Linked DNA regions of Zea mays: region 1 is linked to region 2. A link is a contact called in public Hi-C data. All regions are on one chromosome and are shown on one strand. Each heading gives the region's core, a stretch centred on a gene start, on an enhancer-like site or on the middle of the called end of the contact. The rest is flanking DNA. Distances are from core to core; before and after follow the strand shown. Region 1 holds the start of LOC100217083. Region 2 holds the start of LOC100216772.

Evidence for each region. Hi-C and Micro-C count contacts between places; a contact is called where the count stands out from the background.
Region 1: a contact with region 2 is called in a Hi-C map of leaf, with 7 times the contacts expected there. The contact joins the promoter of LOC100217083 here to the promoter of LOC100216772 in region 2. A contact is called at or near these places in 7 of 25 Hi-C or Micro-C datasets (ear, endosperm, leaf and 1 more) and 1 of 3 datasets of contacts at active chromatin or transcription factors (leaf).

Annotation. Positions count from the first base shown.
Region 1 is chr8:130,121,292-130,127,378 of Zm-B73-REFERENCE-NAM-5.0, reverse strand. LOC100217083 reads right to left here and starts at 4,589. Exons shown (of 13, transcript NM_001143453.2): 1 at 4,179-4,589; 2 at 3,995-4,048; 3 at 3,681-3,787; 4 at 3,497-3,575. The coding sequence starts at 4,232.
Region 2 is chr8:129,694,698-129,700,758 of Zm-B73-REFERENCE-NAM-5.0, reverse strand. LOC100216772 reads left to right here and starts at 2,577. Exons shown (of 7, transcript NM_001359497.1): 1 at 2,577-2,842; 2 at 5,502-5,645; 3 at 5,821-5,961. The coding sequence starts at 5,502. LOC111674469 reads left to right here and starts at 2,599. Exons shown (of 2, transcript NM_001359498.1): 1 at 2,599-2,842; 2 at 3,442-5,353. The coding sequence starts at 3,507. The coding sequence ends at 5,138.

The sequences.
Region 1 (6,087 bases), core at 3,340-5,839, 420 kb before region 2:
ATCCATTTTCTTTCAACTCACATTTTTCTCATCCTAATTTTGTGCGCATGAAAAAAATATATATTTTGTACACAGTGTACCACAGTGCATAAATACCTTCACCGTATACTATAATTAGCCTCAGTATATATCATAAACTGGTTCTAACGAGCCTATATGTATGGATGTTTAAGAGATCCTATATTTATGAAGGAAATTAAGCATTTAAATCAGATTTTTTGTTTCCATGCATGCCAATCCATTTCCTTTCAACGTACATTCTTGCCATCCTAAATTTGTGTGCATGCAGTAGAAAACAGATTTTCTAGACGATGTGCCATATTGCATAAATATCTATGACGTATAGCATAATTAGTATCAGTTTATGTGGTAAACTGGTTCCAACAATCTGAGCTACATGACTGTTGTAGAGATCCTACTTTTATGGACAAAATAAAGCATTTAATCAGATTTTTTGTTTCCATGCATGTCAATCCATTTTCTTTCAACGCACATTCTTGTCATTCTAAATTTATGCGCATACAATAGGAAACAGTTTTTTACGCGATGTACCACAATGCATAAATATCTATACCGAGTAGCATAATTAGTATCAGTATATGTCATAAACTGATTCCAACGAGCCTAACTGCATTACTGTTGGAGGGATCTTATATTTATGAGGGAAATAAAACATTTAAATCAGATTTTTTTTGTTACCATGCATGTCAATCCATTTTCTCTCAACGCACATTCTTGTCAACCTAAATTTGTGCACATGCAGCAGAAAACTGATTTTCTACGTAGCGTACCGTATTGCATAAATATCTACATCGTGTAGCATAATTAGTATTAGTATATATATCATAAAATGTTTCTAGCGAGCCTAGCTGCATGGCTGCTATAAAGATCCTATATTTATGGACGGAATAAAGAATTCAAATCAGATTTTTTTTATTTCCATGCATGCAGCAGTTAACGGATAAGCTTCCTAATTTTTCGCGCACGTAAATAGAAAAAATTGGGCGCATGCAAGGAATGGGACGCATGCGGGAGTGGGCTAGTGACCAGGCTAGTCTAGTGGTGCATGAGGGTGGCTGAGGCTTCCTGTATCCTATGGAAGCCCAGGGTAGCATAATTAGTATTAGTATATATACACTAATCTATTTAGAACCTAATGTGAGGACCTGGTGATAACACGGCTTCACCCTCCGCGCTGACACTCTAGGCACACCCACCACAGCGCGAAAAAAAATAGTGCGGAGCGAGTACTCGAACCCACGCCCCCTTGCTTCAGAAATTTGGGGTTAACCACCAGACCACACATATCTTAGTGTTTAGAAATAAACAATAATTATATTTGAGTATATAACAATCGTAGCAAAGCACGGGCAACTGGCTAGTGTGTGTGTGTGTATAGGCAATGCTATTTACCACCCTAGGTGCCAAATTCTTATTTGGCACCCGCGATCGAGAGGGAGAGCAAGACGACGCCGGGACAAGCGGGCGAGTGTGGAGCGGAAGGAATGTGCAGAGACTGGATATTTATGGCCGGCTACGTCGTCAGGCTACCAAGAGGGTCCCACGGTGGAGGCCGTGTGCGCGGGGCTTGCCTGGTCGATGTACAAGTGCGTGGGCGGGATATCATGATCAGCCATTTATTAAAACAATTCAATATTTTCTTAAAAGAATCCAAGCTAGTTGTGTATACATCCATACGGACGTAGAGCCGTTTCATTCGTTTTGGTTTTCACACAGCATCAGAATTTAAAATGATATGCATCAGAAAATGTGATCAGGTTTGTAGAGAAGCTGACAATAAGAATAGGGCCATTTTCTGGCGTAATCAACAAAAATATAGTTTTCCATGTACACTTCTTTAGATAAAATGACTGAGTATTCATAGAACGACCGAGTTTGTTCACTTCCTTTCTTATAATACATGTTTTTGTAGAATGACTAACTCACTAAATGACTCATATCTCGACAATTCTCATGAATGATTGAGCCTAAAATGAAAGAATGAATGACATTTATATAATGATTGAGTTTGTTCACTTTCTTTTTCCGCAATGACTGTTTTTTAGAATGACGGGCTCGCTAAATGACTCATATCCCGGTATTACCATGAATGACTGGGGCTAAAAAGATGGAACGATTGAGTATTCCTACAATGATTGAGTTTGTTCACTTTCATTCTCGTAATGTCTATTTTTTTTAGAACAACTGACTCGCTAAATGACTGATATCTCAGTAATTCTCATGAATGACTGAGGCTGAAAAATAGAATGACTGAGTATTTGTAGAATGACTGACACTGATAACTACAATGACTGACCCTGATAAACCCTAAGATAAATGTCAAGTGAGATTTAGTTTTGAAGCTTTCACCACGACAGACACAATGGTGAAATCGATTTTTTTATTTTAACACTCGGTTTAGTAGATATTATTTTTTTAAATCGAACAACTAATAGAATGACTGACACGCCAAAAAAATAGAATGACTAACATCATAACAAAAGGATTGTTGTCTGAATAATTATCATAAATGACTAAGGTTAAAAGATAAAATGACTGAGTACTTATAGAATGACTGGCCATAATAACTACAATGGCTGACTTCTAAAAAACACAATGACTGGCCCTAAGATAAATGTCAAGTGGGATCTAGTTTTGAAGCTTTTATCGCGGCGAACACAATGGTAAAATCGATTTTCAAATTTAACAATCGGTTTAGCAGATATTAATTTTTAAGTGAGACGCCAAATCATACATGCATGTGTGAGAATGGAGGGCTGCTTGTGCACAAGTCTGCATGCACGTAAAGGGGTGACAATGGGCTATAAATTTTACATTATAAGATTTAAGGATCGGATCGGATTAGGATCGGGCCTTATTTCTATTTATTTTTGAACTAAAATTTATTTAGTGCCCTACCATTTTGTGAATAAGCATTTGGATCGTGATCCATTACCACCCCTACACACGTACAAGTGGGTCTGCATGTGCGGGCGGGCGGGAGTGTGTGTGTGTGGTTCCACGATTCCACAGTCGTCGTTCGTCACTTTTCCTCTTTTCCGCTTTATGCAAAAATAAGGTAAAATTGTGTACAAGTGGAGCACGAACCTTGGTTGTTGGCTCCACATTCACAACCACCTAACCAACATAACACATCTTTTTTGTATTTTAATAAAACAAAAGTCTACCTATATGATATATAGAAACCATAGCAATACAAGGGCATCTGACCAGTGATATAAATGCAAGCGGGAGCTAACAAAAGAGTATTTGGAATGGCTTTTGTGAGCTTAAAACCAGCAGTGGCACACTTTTCAATTCAAAAATATCTTAGCAGGAACAACAGTACAAAATTAATTCTTGTACAAGTTATAGTTTATTTATAGATAACAAAAGAGCACTATGTGATAGACATCAAAAGCATTTCAAGATTTGATAGTAACAATGGCTACTTTTGTCAATGCTTAGGTTTTCAAGGCATAAAGATTAACACGACCTGCGTTCCAGCAACACCATAGAATGTATGAGGGAACTCTGAACGGACGAGTCCAAGTTGATCACGCACAACATCAAAACTGCAAAGGAAGGTTTCATGAAATGAAAACAGAATATACATTGTTATGACTCCTGAAGTAATAAGCACCAAAAAGAGGGGGGGAACCCATGAGGATAAACTTCACCTCAAGCAAGACCAGCCAATGCCAAAACCTCGGAGATAATTGTAAGCCTGAGGATCAAACTGCAGCTCCTCCCCATCTTCCAGTGTATCTACACCCGGTTGCCAGACCTAAAACGAAGCACTGACCAGTTCAGTACAGTACAGCTCTCACACTGAAACAATACGCATTATCTTAGCAAAAGGAACAAAATGAAACTTGAAGCCGAAAAAGGCGATTCATTTAAGCGCAACTTTACGGGCAAACACCACTATATCGGATGTGCGAAGGCGAAAACCACACAGGACAGGATCGACTATTACTAAATTCTCCCTCACCTTAGCCGGACCAGAGGCAATCGCAGGGTTGGACGACGAGGACGATTCAGTTTTCTGCAGCCCAGAAATACAGAAGAATTAGTCGGGTGGAGCAAAGAACATGCTGAAGAGATCACGATAAAGATGGAACAACAGTAATCAGATTTCCAGAAATAATCCTATCACTATCTGTCAGGTACGGTACCTTCTTGGACTTCTTGGATTGAGCCTTCTTGGCCTTCTTGATGGTGCGACCCATGAGGAAAACCAATCTACCGACTTCTGCAGAATAGCAGCCGGAGCTGCGAGTGCGAGTGCGAGGGAGCGGAGACGAGGCGGCGGAGGTCCGGAACTCGGTGCTGGCGGCGGCCGTAGAGAAGCACCCAAACCCCAAACCCCACGATTTTCTGTAGAAAACTTCGCGTTCCCTCCGTTTAGACGGGCCGGGAGGCTCAGGGTGGGCCGGGAGGCCGTCTCTGGCCCGCAAATCACTCCCAGCCCACGAAACTTTTTTTTCAAGTGCATTCCAAGCAATGATGAGGATTATGTAGGTCCATTTTTTTTAAATAAGAAGTGTTGGTCACCTGTCACGACTTCTCTAAGGATCGGACAATATAATTAGATCGACAGAACCTTCTCGTCTTTTGTTCACTCATGCAGAGATGAGTGAAGCATGTGGGAGAAGATAAAGTGAAAACAGATACCATGTAAAGAAAAGGCATATAAATTAAGGAACTGTGAATTATGTTCCACTATTTTATATTACTGTTGTTGGGCACTAAAATGGACGATCGGACGGTCCGGCTCTGGAGCCGGATAGTCCGCACGCGCAGGATCAGTTAGGGTTCCGAGTTTCTTACGGGATTTGTTAGTTATAATCACGGATTTAGCTCGGGATACGGATTCAAACGGGTCCAGACCTCCCCTTTATATATAGATAGAGGACTACGACCGATTAATCATCAACAATCGAATCAATAATCAGTTTATCTCTCGCTTTTACCTTAGACATCAGGAGTAGTTCTAGTTTAGTTCTAGTTTAGCCTTTCAATCCCTAAATTCTCCGGTTCTCTTCGGCTCTATGTCGATTAGAGGTGTCTAGGTCGGCCGGTCTGCCGACCCTAGACAACACTTAGGATCTCTTCTCCCCGATGGGTCCCTCCCGGGAGAGAGATCCAGGCATCACCGGCGACCTTCGTCGTCCCTGCGCACGCGCGGATCGTTCGGCTCATCAGGCAGGAACTCCAACCCATGTGCCAGGTCGCGGATCGTCCGGCCCCTGGACGCGGACCGTTCACACCTGTGCAGAGAGCACCGCCGCCGGTTCTCAACACAGTGATTGGCGCCCGGATCGGTGTCAACACACTTTTTGGCGACTCCGCTAGGGAAAACACATATGGACCTATCAGATCGGCCCTCAATGGCCGGTTCAAGGGATAACTCTGACGTCTCCCCCAGCAATATCATAGAGCCGACTTGGGAAACCTTGTCGGCTGACGAACATCACCAGTTCGAGGAGCACAAGGAGCAGCTGATCCAAGAAGCAAAGGTGAAGTTCCTTACCAACTTCAAGGTGGACAGGAACAACAAGGCCGTTCAGCAACGGGCGACTGATCTGGCTTCGCTCCGACCCACGATGGATACCCCAAATGTAAGTAACACCAACGAGCTCCAATCTCTTAAAGCTTATGTAGATGAATAGCGAGAGCAAATGCAACATATCGTAGGGGGTATACAAAATGACTATAAAGGCTAGTGCATGCGCTTGATAAGTCTACTATTACAAGTTTTCCTTCGCACGAGGTTGAACTAGGGGGACACACACGTGATTCATCGGCTACAGGTTGTCATGACCAGTCATAACCCCTTTATGGGATGCCGATAGACACGTACTCTGGGCAACCACAACATCCCACACACATCGGCGATAAATTCGTCGATCTGCGCATATCCGGACCATTCGCACGTGAGCGTGGACCGTCCAGGTCAGTGGCGGATGGCCCCGTTTTAAGAAATGAATTACCGAGGCCTGCACCCGAGCCGCCACGTACCGCGCAAACCCTAGGTAACCCATTCGGACCGTCCGCGTATGGCGCCGGACAGTCCGAATACAA
Region 2 (6,061 bases), core at 1,328-3,827:
TCAAGTTCCTTAGCCATGAGATGATGGTTAAGGAGTCCAAACACGTCGAGGACTTCACTCAAGGAAATGTATCCGCCACCGAGCCACGAATTGTTGCCCTCAAGGCAACAAGTGAGACGAAGGAGGTAGGGGCACCAAGCAAGGAGCTTTCAAATGACCCCTCCAAGCTTGATGATGAGATGGCTCTCATCATCAAAACCTTCCGACTAATCTTAAAGAGCCACAAGGGAAAGGTGATACTAAACACTAACAAACAAAAGTGCCATCTTTCAGCCCACGTGTTTCAGACATAATTGTTGAACTAAATGTAGCAAACATAGGAGCATAAAGTGCATAGCAAACTAAACCAATAAACAGAGCATAACCAACAAACATCTATGGTTGTGGAATCTTGAAACGTCAAGCTAACATCTCCTGTTTCAGTAACTTGAAATATTGTTTGGCCTCATCATCCATTGTAATATTGTTTGGCCTCATCATCCATTGTACTCGTGTCAGTTTCCACCACCTTTTTTGTCATGCTGATCTCTTTCAAGGTCTAGCTTTTGCTTCTCCAGCTCTCTTCCTTTGTCTAGCTTTTGCTTCTGTAGCTCAAAGAACATGCCATCACGTGCCTTTTGATTGTTGTATGGCTACACTCTGGATTCTCTATATTTTCATTTCTTCAATGAATGGATAACAATCGTTGTCTTCCCTTTTTCTGGCTCGCAAATTTTCCTTCTCAGCCTTCCTTCTAGGAGGTCTAGGAAGATTAACGATGTCACCATCAGTACCACTTTCACCATCCAAATTTGTGACCATAATGGGACCTTTTATTGATGACTACTTTGGCTCATGCCTAAGAATATTCCACGCATGGAACCATGTAAAGGCCTTTTTTATTAACTGATGGAACACATCTTTTTCTTTAGCAATCTAAAAAATAACATGACAAACACATGAGATGTTTGTATGGCAATCAAGATCAATAAACATAAACAATTTACCTTATCATTGATTGTTTTTCCACTTTCATTCTTTCTCTCTATGGCTTCGTAGTAACTTTGAAAAAGACTAACTTCTTGTTGGATTATCCCCCACCTATGCCGCAACGATGCATAATTATGATGTGGTTGAACATATAAGTTGTCATAATATTATTTGTGAATTCATTCCCAAAATCGACCATCTTTTTTATCCCATCCAACAATAGGATCTTTGCTAACATTTAGATAAGCCGACACAAGCAACATGTCCTCGTCTTCGTTAAAACTTTTTGATCGGTCCTTTGAATTTGTCTGAAAATTCATGTCAGCCGCAAGCGGTGACTTTGAGAATTCAGAATCATATTCAACATTGTCCCTTGAGCCTAAAGCTTGTACTTCATCTTGGTTAAGCAAATTTATGAAGTAGTTATCTTTGGAGGACATTGTACTACAAAACAAAACAAGTAATATATAGACATGCCAACAACCTGTGTAATCAACTAATGGGGAACAACAATTCAAACAAAATTATCACATGAAGTATTGAACAGAGACAAGCACAATCACTAAGCACAAATAATCATGAACATTAAAGCAGTGTGTTCAGGTGCTGCATACACAATCATCCTCATTGAATAGAGATAACCATTAGGGGCGACATACCTATAATCATGTATCATTCAGTCATGATCAACGATGTCGGGGGTCAAGCGATGTGTAGATGCAGGCGCTGCAACAGGTTTAGCCTTAGGCTGTGACATGGCACTGCCATCTATGGTGCTCCCACCAGATGTTTGGCGAAAACCAGTTCGGCCTCCTAGAATTGCACCAATTGTAGCCTGGAGCGATGACTTGCGTCGAGCATTGATTGCAACCTCTTGGACACGTTGCTCGTGGTCCATTAATGGGTAATGGGGACAAGAGATCGTGGGGCAGGGGGAAGTGCACGTGGGGGGCGACGGTTGTGCACGCAAGTGCGATTGCTGCTAGTGGGGTAGGGGGAAGTGCCCACAAGGGCGTCAATGTAGGGGGTGATTGTCTAAGAAGAGAAGGATGACGCTATGTAATAGGAGATGGGGACGCCGACTTAGGGATAGATGGTTGGCGGCGATGCCTCCATGGGGCGACCAAGCAGCTGCTCCTAGGGGTAGCACAACAAGGGGATCAGGTAAACAGAAGGGCGCGAGGAAGAAGGCAAGGAGGCGGTAGGTGCGGTTTGGGTAGAAGGAAGAAAACGATGGGATCTGGAGGACGCAAGGAAGGAGATGTCAACGGTGAATGTTCCGATTAGTTCGATCCAGGGATAGGGCAACTGTATACATGTTGTATATTTGGGATATAAGATGAGGTGTCCTATTCAGTTTTATTTTTTTTATGAAATAGGGAAATTGTTGGAGCTATATTTTTAGAAAAATGTCCTATAATTCAAGATACAATACCTGTATATGGCATTGTTGGAGATGATCTAGAGAGACTAAGATTTAGTCCAGAATCAAAACTTATTATACTTAGCGGGATCCCGAATTTAATAGCCCAACATTACTTGTACAGCCCAACAGCCCAATGCCCCCATGCATGGTGGAACCCTAGAGCTTCACCCCTTTTTAGCACCAGCATTCCGCCGCACGACCTCACTCACCACAGGTGCGGCGGCGCACACTGCTGCACACTGCACTCCCTCCGTCCCGCGTCCCCGTTCGGCGCTCTCGGCACGACCGCCGGTAGCCCGGGACGCACGTCGCACGGCCCCATCCCTCCTAGCGGCCGGTGACGGCACCGGCGGCCCTTTGCTCGGCTGTGCCCAAGCTGCGAGGGCGAGATCTACCCCCGCGTCCGTGCATCTTCGTCAGGCCCTTCTCCGGACGAGCACTCACAGGGTATACCGACCCCTTCTTTTCCGTCCCTGCTATACGAAACCGGCATCCCAAACCATGAACGTGATCTATTCAGCTATCTCCTATCTGTCCCGGAACCCGGTTCTTATCTAGTAATTACGACTGCAGTGTACATGCGTTATACCTGCTAACTTTAATTTTTTGGGAGCCCTTTTACTGGTCTGCCCCTGGCAAAGCCAGTTTTTTTTTTGAGTCGTTGAATACCTGCGATTAGAATTTATTATGGGTAGCAAAACAACGATGAACATGCTGCGAATAGTCTTCATTAGTCTTTAGGTCGCTGGTGATCAATGGTCGGTAGGGCAGTGCATGCCTTAATTTCTGGCTTGGATTGGAGTATTGGACCGTGAAGTGAGGTAGTTGTTGGTGATGGATTGATCGTGTATAGCCATGAACGGGTCACTTTTTCTTGTTCTGCACTTGACAATGCTAGTTTAATTTGAGTTGTTGAATAGCTCAGATTAGAATCGGTTGGGGGAAGCAAAACACCGATGCACAAGCTGTGAATAGTCTTTATTCCTCTACTATAGGTCGCATTGTAGCTGCTGCTGTTTTCCCAGTAATTTCAGCTCTAATTCCAGGTGTCAACATTCAAGGTATCAAGGAACGCAAACCTCCAGATTTTGTTACCTCAAGGAGAAGATACATGAATAGAAGCATTTGCCACCACCTCCTTGCCCACTGCAAAAAGCTAAGAGAGCTCCAGAGAATCCACGCTCTGGCTGTTACCCATGGTCTCCACCCCAACCATCAGTCTGTTTCCTGCAAAATCTTCCGCTGCTACGCTGATTTTGGCCATGTAGCTGATGCTCGCAAGCTGTTCGATGAGATCCCACACCCTGACCTTATCTTCTTTACTAGCCTCATGTCCCTCCATCTCAAGTTAGATCACCAACGCGAAGCTATATCCTTGTTTGCTCGTGTTGTTGCCGCTGGCCACCACCTTGATGGCTTTGCGGTTGTTGGTGCCCTGTCTGCCTCTAGTGGTGCTGGTGATCTAGTGGTTGGTAGGGCAGTCCATGGCCTTATTTTTCGGCTTGGATTGGATCACGAGGTCGTCGTTGGCAATGCATTAATAGATATGTATAGCCAGTGTGGGGAGTTTGAGTCTGCGGTAAAGGTGTTTGATAGGATGTTTCTGAAAGATGAGGTCACATGGGGTAGCATGCTGCATGGTCATATCAAATGTGCTGGTCTGGATTCTGCACTGTCGTTCTTTGATCTGGTTCCTGTGAGGAGTGCAGTTGCTTGGACAACACTGATAACTGGTCATGTGCAAGGCAGGCAGCCTGTACGGGCTCTAGAGCTTTTTGGTAGGATGGTACTGGAGGGCCATCGCCCTACCCATGTTACAATCGTAGGTGTACTCTCAGCTTGTGCTGACATTGGTGCTCTGGATCTAGGGAGTGTCATTCATGGGTATGGAAGCAAATGCAATGCCAGCTCGAATATAATTGTTAGCAATGCTCTGATGGATATGTATGCAAAGAGTGGGCGCATTGAGATGTCATTTTCTGTGTTCCAAGAAATCCAGTCAAAGGATTTTTTTACATGGACGACTATGATCTCATGCTGTACAGTCCAGGGAGATGGGAGGAAAGCTCTTGAGCTCTTTCAGGACATGCTTAGAGCTGGAATAGTTCCAAACAGTGTAACCTTTGTTTCTGTTTTGTCAGCATGCAGCCATGCTGGCTTGATAGAAGAAGGTAGAGAATTGTTCAACAGAATGCGTCAAGTATACAAAATTGATCCCCGACTTGAGCACTATGGTTGCATGATTGATCTGTTAGGACGGGGAGGATTACTAGAGGAAGCAGAAGATCTAATAGCTGATATGAATCTGGTGCCTGATATTGTTATATGGAGGTCACTTCTTAGTGCATGTCTGGTTCATGGCAATAATAGGCTGGCTGAGATTGCTGGAAAGGAAATTATAAAGATAGAGCCTGGAGATGATGGAGTTTATGTGCTACTTTGGAACATGTATGCATCATCAAATAAATGGAGAGAAGCTCAAGAGTTGAGGCAGCAAATGTTGACTCTTGAAATCTTCAAAAAACCAGGGTGTAGTTGGATAGAACTTGATGGTGTTGTCCATGAATTCTTGGTAGAGGACAAGACACATGATGATCGAAGGGAAATTTATGAAACCTTGGAATACATGACAAGGCAGCTCAAGACACATATCAGATTATCCTCATGGGAGCAACATGGTTCATCCATTTCTGTTGATGAAGAAATCATAGAATCATATACTGCTCATTTGTTGCATGATTGATTCACATGAGTCTTCCCATTAAATAGCCTTTTTTGTGCCGAAATCAAATTCGATGATCTCATTGTAATTTATTTATTATTAGTCTTATCTTGCAGCGTCTCTAGATCAAGATTATAGTGTAGAAATCCACTGCTGTAAGTTGGTGGCAAGAAATTATTAGATATATGTTGAGGTTGGTTTTACTTTTACCAGTCACTTAATAAAGGTTTTAGTTGCAATGCTGGACTACAGAGAAGTTTCTTCTAAATGGCAAGATTATTTTATCATACATTATCTATTTTATTGCATTGTATTCTACTTTCTAAATCTGGAAGTTCTTATTATGTGCGTTACTTTTTTTAACTGTGATTCACTCATTGTCAGATGTGTTCTGAAGTTCATGTTGAGGGAGATGCAAGTGTCGGACAGAAGGGTTGCAAGGATATAAGGCGTTACAAATGTGAATTTTGCACAGTTGTCAGGTCAAAGAAATGCCTAATTCAAGCTCACATGGTTGCACATCATAAGGTATAAACATTTTGTGATATATTGACACATTAGTCGATATATATCCTGTTTGATTGCATAGCTATGCACCATCTATATTATGACACATTATTTACCTTTTGATGTCTGCCTTCATATTATTGTTGTTTTGGAGCAATACATAGCATCTCTAATGTTTTCTGAAAATTATCTGCAGGATGAACTTGATAAATCAGAAATATACAACTCAGATGGGGAAAAGATTGTTCATGAGCAGGAACATAGGTGCCAAGAGTGTGGCCGTTGTTTCCAGAAACCAGCTCATCTGAAGCAGCACATGCAAAGTCACTCACATGAGGTTGGTATTCATCTCCTCAAATTAAGCATGAGCTTGCTCTTTTTATTTTGTTGGCACTGGTTGCCCCCAATTTCACTTTTGAAGTATACAGACATACAGA